2 separate regions of the Mus musculus genome follow, and region 2 is linked to region 1. The links are chromatin contacts, called in public HiChIP or PLAC-seq maps. All regions are on one chromosome and are shown on one strand. The core of a region is the stretch at or near the end of the contact, and the rest is flanking DNA. Distances in the headings are between cores, read along the strand shown.

Region 1 (5,121 bases), core at 1,502-4,001:
AGAACCTTATTTCATAGTTGCGCTTGGCATTTTGGTTGTCAGTTCCCTCCTCACTTTCAAAGCCAGCATTCTGAGAGAGAGAGAGAGAGAGAGAGAGAGAGAGAGAGAGAGAGAGAGAGAGGGAGGGAGGGAGGGAGGGAGGGAGGGAGGGAGGGAGGGAGGGAGGGAGGGAGGGAGAGAGAGAGAGAGAGAGAGAGAGAGAGAGAGAGAGAGAGAGAGAGAGAGAGAGGGAGGGAGGGAGGGAGGATCCTGTTTTGTTAAGGGCTTAACTGGCAATTCTGATTGGATGCTTTTACAACCATTCCCTTTATTCACTGAAATAATACATTGTTTCTCTACTGCAAATGTCTCTCCATTTAAGGATTGAGTATAATCGCCTTTGTGTCTACTCTGATCCTAGCTAATAACTTAATGCTTCCTGATTACTTAATAAAAGTTCTAGCAGCCAATTAACGTTAAGTACTATCATATGGTACGGAAAGGGGTAAATCAGGCGGAAGTGCCTCATCCTCGTTTGGGGGAGGGGTCACATTTCCGGATCTGCGCACTCGCACTTGTATCTCCTGTTCCTTTAACTTTAACAGGAATTAGAAACTTGGGAATTACGTGATAAAGGTTAAGGAGACAATAAAGAAATCTGACTTCTGCAAAGCAGTGTCTGTGTAAAGCAAGTCTTATCTTGCTTTATAAGGATCGCACCCTTGCTATAATCTTATTCACAAGTAACTTAATACTGAGGAAGAGTCAAAAGTCTTCGTGAACAAGCTCCAGGTCTTACACATGCCAACCGCATGCTCTATCTACTAAGGCGCTTTCCTTCCTCCCTCCTCCCTCCTCCCTTCCTCTCTTTCTGTATGTGCACACGTGAGTGAGTATATGTCTAAGAGTATATTGTGGGTGTACGAGTGTATGTGTGTGTAGTTGCACGTAGATGCAAATGTATTTACAGCTTGCAGAGACTAGAGAACAGCCTCACCTTAGACACAGTTTACTTTATAGAGGGTGGTTTGGTTTTTTTTGGGTTTTTTGTTTTGTTTTTTGTTTTTTTGTTTTTTTGTTTTTTTTAAGATATGATTTGTCAGTAGCCTAGATCTCACTCACCAATTTGGTTATCTGGTGTTCTGTATGGCATAGAGAATGATCTATGACAGCCATACTTTTCACTTTCAATGAGTGAGTTTATCAAGTATAGAGTAAGCCAAAGGAGAAGAATAAATAATAAGTGGTGAATCGATGGGTAGATTATCACATTATTATGCTCGACACTCAAAATATCCCACAGAAATCTGCTGAGGAAGCCCCTATAAAGAAGCCAGTTGATGTTCCTGATGGAGTCCTAGACAGAGCAGAGTGTCCCCTTGAGTAAAGCTTTCGGGTAAAAGAACAAATAACAGCATGAAGGTAGTAACATCACCAAACCAGGAGCTTGGAAACAGAGAAGAAAGTGACTGGGGAAGCCCTTTTAAAACAATCAGCTGGGGTTTTCCGAGAGCCACAAACAGAGCAGAGTGTCCAAGTCAAAGAATGATAACAGAGATGCCCTCACCAAATGAGGCGTCTTTCAGAAACTGACTTGGGAGGCTGAGTCAGTCAGCCGAAGTTCCTTATTGAGCATTTTATCTATGACAGAGCTTCTCATGCCTGGGCTTCCATTTTCTCTTTCCCACTGCAGACATCTTTATAACAGGGAATAAGCAATCGTAATTTCTGTTGGAAATTGTCCTCCCGCTGCTCTCAAAGATGATGATTTTTTATTCTTGAGTCATTTAACTGTTCCAGTTCCTCCCTGTCACAGAGTGAGTGGGACCAGACCATCTCCCGTTGAATTAATTATTAACTAATTAATAAATCTCAGCGTGGGTTAGCTACCTGCCTCAATGGTTTATGTTCCCGAATGAACGACACACATACTGCCTGTATGTCCCCCAAATGAAAGACACACACAGCCTTTATATTTTAGTATGCCTTAGGCAGCACAATAGCTGGGCAGCCACCTAGCCTCCATGCTGCCAGAATCTTCTTCCTGCCCAGAATTCTGAGTTACTGCTTACTAAATTCTATGTTCTATCTTGCCTGCTCTAGATCCAATTGGTCAATTTTCTGGGCCTTGCTCTCCCGGCTCCTTCACATGGTGGCCACACCTCTGTCTGCATGGCATCTCTCCTCTCCTCCACACTCTCCCTGCATGGCTGATCTCTTCTCTCCCCCTGTCTCAAGCCCAAGAAATCCCTGCCTATGTCCTCTCCAGCTATTGGCTGCTGGTATCTTTATTTACCTATCAGAACCAACTGGGGGAAGGTTCCCCGAAGCTCCATGGAGACCCTCTCTTGTAAGCAGTTTTTTTGGGGGAGGGACATAATTTTGGGGGGAACAGAATTAACATCGTAGTACAAGCAGCTACATCCCCAGATAAGGGAGGGGCCTTTCGAGTCACGTTGAAACAAACATGCTTGGGTCTAAAAATGATGGTGTGGGGTGCTAGGATACCCTGCCTCTGTAGTCAGCTTCTCAGTGAGCTCAAACAACCCATGCATGATAATATACTAATAGAATGTATATTAAAACCAGCTAGGCAGCTAGCCCCAGTCTCTCACTTCCCACATCTGAGATTACAAATGCCTATTTTTTCTTAATGAAGCTTGTGGGCATTAAACTTGAATCCTTATGCTTCAAGGCAAGCATATATCTACTGGGCCATCTCTCCAGGCCAAGATCTTTTTCTTTTCATCGTCTTCTTAGTCACAGTCCATCCGAGGAAGCCTCCCCGTGACACCTGCTTTGTCAGCCTGATGTATGAGCCCAATATCACACAGCCAACTGTCTTAATCACAAAAAGGGAACTAGGATTACGAGATTAATTCCCCTTTTGTTTCCTATCTTCATTTCATGGGGCACTGAAAGTAGATAAATCATTAAGACAATGACTCCATTTCCAGCGAACTTGAAGTCTCATGAAGGAGACGCATACATTTCTGTTTAACAGAGTTAAGAAGACTCCGAGGAAAAAGTTAGACAGTGGATGCTATGGGAGGGATGTTAAGAGTCACAAAGTCCAGCGTGAGGTTCATAAAAGTCTTCAGAGGGAAAGTGGTGCCCAAGGGCAACCACAAAAAGCTGCACAGTATTTGAGCAAACAGCATGAGGAAGGAAACGGTGGGACCTAGTGAGTGGGTTGTGTAAAAGCATTATGGGAGAAGGCAGAAAGGTCAGGACTTAGAAAAGCCTTCCAAGTGTGGGTCTGAATTATTTATTTCTATTAGAATTTAAGTTCCCTGAGTACAGGAACACAGTCTGCTTTGCCCACTAATGCGCCTTTACTGAGCATAGTTCTTGGCACCTAAACGTGCAAGGTAAACGCTGGGCAGGAATCTCATCAGATGCATCTCTCAGATACAAAATTTGGCAAGTGATAAAAGACTGGTGGCAAGACCAGTCCTGAACCTAACGCAATTGTCCAGGTATTGAATTTGACATGATCTCCAAGTAGTTATGAGAACAGGATCAGGAAAAATATTTGATAACCAATAAGCTAAGGATGTTTTTTAATACAGGAGAATAAACAGAGTGGGGAAGAAAAGATGGTAGAAGAAATGTTCATTCATTCATTAATTCATTCATGTAAACCAGGCTGGCCTCAAACTCACAAAGATCCATGTACCTCTGCCTTCTACATGCTGGAATTAAAAACTGTGTGCTTACGGCATCTGGCCCTGAGAGTCTGATTTTAACAAATGCTTCTCCATTGTGTCCTCGTCATTGCCTACCTTTGTCCTTTGGGAACTCTCTACACAGGTAATGTTCAGCTCAGATTCATATGGGTATATTCATTCAAGTCACCTCTATGTAATTCTGAAATTACATGATTTATGAGATTATAATTTAAAATGGTTTCATAAGCAGTTACCCTACAATTGCATGCAAGGCACTCTTATCGGCCATCCCATAACTCTCCTGCTCTTTTTATTTCCCATTTTTACTTTCTATTTCAAATTCTTCATGACAATCTATACAAGTATTCTCTTACATTTGTTGTAGATGGTTTGGGACAGTGTAAAAAACATAGAGAAGAGGAGAAGAGCTATTATATTCTTCTTATATTCTTCTCATATTCTTACCTAAGACTGGCCACTATAGCATTGCTAGAGTTTTCATATACATTTACAGGAATTATATCAAAGATTGATTGGTATAATCTTGCATGGTTTTATTTTTCTCCACTTAACATGGGCTCATAATTATTTTCCACTACTAATGTAAACATTCTACTAGCCACAATATTGCCCACTAGATGATTGTATCATTTTTAAAAGACTCACCTGTTTGTATCTAATATATAACAAAAATTATATATACTTTGCCTGTGTGTATGTATGTGGAATACATGCTAGGTGCCTGGAGAGGTCAAAAGAATGTGTAAATCCCTGGAACTGGAGTTGCAGCTGGTTGTGAAATGCCATGTGGATCCTGGCAATGGATCTCAGGTTCTTTGCAAGAGTGGACTATGCACTTAACCTGTTGAGCCATCTCTCTGGACCCAAGGTGTATCATTTTTAAAGCACATCTTACTGTAAGGCTTATGGGGCACTTCTAAGCTTTTATTATTAAAATACATTGTGGGCTATTTCTTTGGCTTAAAGACTTTATTATTAGCTACTTCTGAACTTTTAGAATCACCAACTAAAAGGAAAGAATACTTTGAGGATCTCAAAACTGCCTTCCAAAGTACTTTCCTCGACAATCCAGCAATTAGTATTTTGTCTTTGACATCAACCATCACCATCATCATTTAGGTACTAGGGGCTGAACTTTAGGTCTTGTGCATGCTACAAAACTGACACCAATACAAAGCTACACTCCCAGGACATAATTAGTTTATGTGAGACCACTTTTGCCAGAATGTTCTTGAAAGAACAGATCTAGTAATTGGTTTTGTTTTTCTATTTAAAATGAGTGCTGTCTTAGTCAGGGTTTCTATTCCTGCGCAAACATCATGACCAAGAAGCAAGTTGGGGAGGAAAGGGTTTATACAGTTTACACTTCCACATTGCTGTTCATCACTGAAAGAAGTCAGGACTGGAACATAGGCAGGTCAGGAAGCAGGAGCTGGTGCAGAGGCCACGG
Region 2 (5,121 bases), core at 925-3,424, 180 kb before region 1:
TTTCTGAAATAAATAAATAGGCATTTATCTATGTCTGACTCAGGGTTTCTATTCCTGCACAAACATCATGACCAGGAAGCAAGTTGGGGAGGAAAGAGTTTATTCAGCTTACACTTCCACATTGCTGTTCATCACCAAAGGAAGTCAGGACTGGAACTCAAGCAGGTCAGGAAGCAGGAGCTGATGCAGAGGCCATGGAGGGATGTTACTTACTGTCTTGCTTCCCCTGGCTTGCTCAGCTTGCTTTCTTATAGAACCTAAGACTACCAGCCCAGGGATGATACCACCCACAATGGACCCTCCCCCCCTGATCACTAATTGAGAAAATGCCTTACAGATGGATCTCATGGAGGCATTTCCTCAAGGGAGGCTCCTTTCTCTGTGATAACTCCAGCTTGTGTCAAGTTGACACACAAAACCAGCCAGTACAATTGACCCCTTGTCAACTTGACGCAAAACACATCACTATTAAGCCTGAGCCCTTACTTTCTTATTCATCCCCAAGATCTCAATAACTTTAAAAGTCCCACAGTCTTTACAAATTCTTACATATTAAAATTTCAATCCCTTTAAAATTCATAGTCTTTTTACAATTCAAAGTCCCTTAACTGTAGCTCCACTAAAATACTTTCTTCCTTCAGGAGGGAAAAATATCAGGGCACAGTCACAATCAAAAACAAAAATCAAACACTAACCTTCCAATGTCTAGGATCCAGTCACAATCTTCTGGGCTCCTGCAAGGGTTTGGGTCACTTCTCCAATTCTGCCCTATGTAGCACACACCTTGTCTTCTAGGATCCAGCTCCCTGTACTCCACTGCTCCTGCTGTTCTTGGTGGTCATCTCATTGTACTGGCATCTCCAAAACACTCCTGTCTTCCTCTGCAACTAGGATTCACCAATAGCCTCTCATAGGCTCTCTTCATGGTGCCAAGCTTCAAGTCCTTTGCATGACTTCTTCAGTCCTGGGCTATCAATTGCAACTGTGGCTGCACCCTCACCAATGACTTTCCATGGCCTCTCAGAGTGCTGAGCCTCGGCTGCTCTTCAGGACCCCTTCATGCCTTCACAACTGGTACCACCTGATGACTCTTACACATTACCAAGTTCAGCTGCAGCACAAGGTACAACCTTGGCTGTCTCTGGAACACAGCCTCTGTGCTCTCAGAAAACACTTCCCAGAAGATGCCACCTCAATGATGCTGGTCTCTCTTTTTTTAATTAGATGTTTTCTTTACTTACATTTTAAATGTTATCCCCTTTTCTGCCCCCCCCCCCGAAAACCCCCTATCTCCTTCCCCCTCCCCTTGCTCACCAACCCACCCACTCCTGCTTCCTAGCCCTGGCATTCCCCTACACTGGGGCATAGAGCCTTCACAGGATGACAAGACACTGATAACTGACTCTCTATTTAATCACCGCTAATTTTTTTTAGCTCCAGGTAACCAGAAACAATAGTCTTAGTAGTGCAAAGGTAGTTCTGGTATCTTGTTAATCACAGCTGATTCTTCAGCCACAGCTAACCAAAACCACAGAATCTTCACAATCAAAATAGCAACAGCCCTGATAAGAGTCTTCAATCTTCCCTCTGAAATTTTACAAGCCAGGTCTCCATCTTCTGGACTGTTCTCAACACTATCTTCCAAGCTCCTACAGAACATCCCACAGAGCTCTTAACATCACAATGGTTCTTCTAGCTCAGAGTTCCAAAGTCCTTCCACAGTCCTCCCCAAAACATGGTCAGGTTGTCACAGGAATTCCCCACTCCTGGTACCAATTTGTCTAAGACAGGGGTTTTTATTCCTGCACAAACATCATGATCAAGAAACAAGTTGGGGAGGAAAGGGTTTATTCAGCTTACACTTCCTCATGCTGTTCATCACCAAAGGAAGTCAGGACTGGAATTCAAGCAGGTCAGGAAGCAGGAGCTGATGCAGAGGCCATGGAGGGATGTTATTTACTGTCTTGCTTCCCCTGGCTTGCTCAGCTTGCTTTCTTATAGAACCCAAGACTACCAGCCCAGGGATGGCATCACCCACAATGGGCCCTCCCATCCTTAATCACTAATTGAGAAAATGCCCCACAGCTGGATCTCATGGAGGCATTTTCCTCAAGGGAGGCTACTTTCTCTATGATAACTTCAGCTTGTGTCAAGTTGACACAAAACCAGCCAGTACACTTAACTCCCAGGATACTGGGGAGACAACACAAAGGATGGGTAGCCAGGGGGTGGCTGCTCTGTCTTCATGGAAATCTCCACAGGGGATTGGACCCTCCACTACAGGATCATGGACAGGTGAGTCAGATTTGGTTAAACAACACAGGTTGCACCCTGATTTGCCTTTGAATATATAAACATGCCTTAGTTGGTTAAATGACTATGTATAAGCTTGTACAATGGACAATAAAATTAGGTCTGCACTCTGATGCTAGTCACAGGACCACAGGCATCTCCATCTCCACTTTCCCCATACTTCTTGATCCCCGTTCCCACAATTTGATTCAAATTCTGTCTCATTTGGTACATGATTAAGAAAGACTAAGTCAGATGTTTATCTCCTTAAAGATGTTCCTGGTCAACAGTTTAGTGATGGCTCCAGGCAGGTGGAGATCATCTTTGCTTTGTTTTCCAAGATAGCAATGAAGGCACTTCCTTATTTCCAAACATCATCCGTGGCTTCCGTTAAACCCATTTTTACACAGCAAATATTGACTGGATTTTATATTTTAAAAAATCCTTATATTCTGAAGAGATACAACCTCAATAAGGTGACTGTTGATTCTAGAAGTATCTGTGTAGTTAAAACCCAAGACTTTGAACTTTCTGAGCATGGACAGAGCATTGAAACTCAAGCTCTGTGCAGTGTCATCTGCTTGACTCCTCTGGGCCCCTATCTACACCATAGACTTCTTGTCATAGGTATTTGGATAATAAATGCAAAGCACCTAGAAAGAGCTAAGCCCGGCATAAATAGGAAAATGCTGTAGACAATTTCCTACCCCAGAAGTTGATTCTCTTGTCTGTGTTGATCAAAGGCTACATAAGATGCTATTGCAAGGAACACAGCCCACTTGTTTTGACCCTCTGAACTCCAGTTTACTTCTCTTAGGAGAAGAGGAAATGAGACCAGACAGACAGAGGTCCATAGCAGATCTCATGACCAAGGGCTTAAGAGCTACTGAGCCCCAAGTATCCACACCACTTCCAACTCTCATCTGAATACATGCTGGCATACTCTCAATTATCCATGCTTAATACTGTGTCTCTGGAGATTGTTTCTAAACAAATTTGTCTCTCTTCCTACATGAAACTTTCAATTTCATCAGTTATAAATAATGGCTGCTGGCAATTTATTCTAACAAGAGCTCGAGCAGTTGGTCGGTCATATATTCATTTTATCGATGAGTTTGTTATAGATCGTGACTTAAATTAAGTAGTTAAAAATATAAATACTAATTGGCCAGTGTGATAATTAATCTTGACTGGATTGACAGATGCCTGGGAAATTAGCAAAGTGTGTTTCTGAGGCTGTGTGGGAAGGTGTTTACAGAGATTGACATGTGGGTCCGTGAACTGCATGGGGAAGACTCACTTGGAATGTGGGTGGCCCCACAGAGCAGGCTGGAGGCACATACAAAAGAAAAAGAAGCTCATGCAGAGCCACGTTCACTGCTTTTTCAAGCAGGTGCACTTTTGGAGGCTGCTATTGCCCTTGGACATCAGACTCCATTCTTGGGCGGTCGAGGGTGGCCTCCCATCAGTAGATTTCAGAAGAACTACAAGGCTCTTAGGCTCCAACTGGCTACACCATCAGTTCTTGTTCTAAGGCTTCTAGCTTCTTGAAGTTACCATCTTCCTAAGCTCGGCAGCCTGCAGACAGTCATTGCGAAACCACCTAGCTTCTTATCTGTATACTCATATAATGAAGCCCTTCTTATAATAATAGATATTCCATTGGTTCTACTCCTCGGGAGACCTCTGACTAATACAGCAATCATGTTCACCTTCCCAATACACGGCCACCGATGTAAGACACTGTTTGATACAGGCATAGATTGGAATCTCAAGAAGCCCTGTCAATATCCACAACTTTCTTTGGGGATGATTATTGAGATCCTGCCAAGAGGTAGGGTAAGATACCGGATTTAAAATCACAAGGAGTAAGTCAAAGTCTAGACAGGGACATAAACTCAGCCCCTTCTGCATAGGACCTGGAGCCAGTCTTACATTGTCCTGATCAGAAATGAGGACATGGCTCCTTCTTTGGAGGTACTGGCCTTCTGTAACCACCCGGTTCAGCCTCCCAATCATATTACAATAAAATTCAGATGCACAGCTCACAAGAAACAAAACCATCACCCCAGAACCTCACTGTTAGAGCAGGGCAAACTTGCCAGGCATTAGAGAGAATGATATAAAAGTAAAAAAATCACATTCAGTAGCTAAAGAAATAAGTCATTTTAAAATTCAGAAAAAGATGTAAAAAATAAAAATTCTTTTAAATTTTTTTTAAAAAATGCTTACAAACTATTTAAAAGCAAAACTTAAAACGTATTTTCATTTTCTACTAAAGGCATCCGAAGGCTGTGTGTATAATATAGAGGACACAAATATCACATGGAGTCAGCCCTCACCTTCTAACGGAACAGTCAGAATGCTCAGCCAACTCCCCCTCAAACTTCAGGCACATTTCTAAGGCCCCACAAAGCTCCCTGAAGCCAGTCTGTATTCGCCATGTGACTACATAACCCGTTAGTGTGTTCTGTTATTGAGGGATGCGTTTTGTAGGTGATTGCTTCTTTGGGGTAGGAGGGAAACCTGCTGTTATGGATGAGTTGATGTAGGAGTGTTAGAAGGTGAAGGTCTAGGAGGGTGTGGCAGGCTGTAAATCCTTGAGAAATGCTTCCCCGGAAAACCTTGTTACAGTGAGAGCGCCTGACTCTCAAGGGTTCACTTGTCAGAGGAAATCACCAAATGATTCATGAAGAAGATGATCATAGTGTACTTCCCCTCAAGCTTGAATCATCTGGGACAGTGAGATGACTCAGGCAGTGAGGACGCTTGCCTCCAAGCCTGATGACTTGAGTTCAAATTCCCTGATCCTACATGGTGGAGAAGAGA

What was found. HiChIP or PLAC-seq counts read pairs in DNA pulled down with a chosen protein or histone mark.
Region 2: a contact with region 1 is called in an H3K4me3 HiChIP or PLAC-seq map of bone marrow-derived macrophages, with 4 times the contacts expected there. The contact joins the promoter of 1700015I17Rik here to the enhancer-like site in region 1. A contact is called at or near these places in 1 of 484 Hi-C or Micro-C datasets (bone marrow-derived macrophages), 2 of 115 datasets of contacts at active chromatin or transcription factors (CD8 T cells and bone marrow-derived macrophages) and 2 of 9 other capture datasets (adipose tissue and bone marrow-derived macrophages).

Annotation. Positions count from the first base shown.
Region 1 is chr8:35,538,386-35,543,506 of GRCm38.p6, reverse strand. No RefSeq gene overlaps it. Among named protein-coding and RNA genes, the nearest start is that of Gm39162, 5.6 kb to the right of the region's middle. Within about 2 kb of position 2,751, at least 31 of the 459 cell types and tissues checked have an H3K27ac peak or open chromatin away from gene starts, as enhancers often do. A contact at or near this core is called in bone marrow-derived macrophages, where this site is marked.
Region 2 is chr8:35,716,557-35,721,677 of GRCm38.p6, reverse strand. 1700015I17Rik (a long non-coding RNA gene) reads left to right here and starts at 2,174. Exons shown (of 3, transcript XR_378890.3): 1 at 2,174-2,295.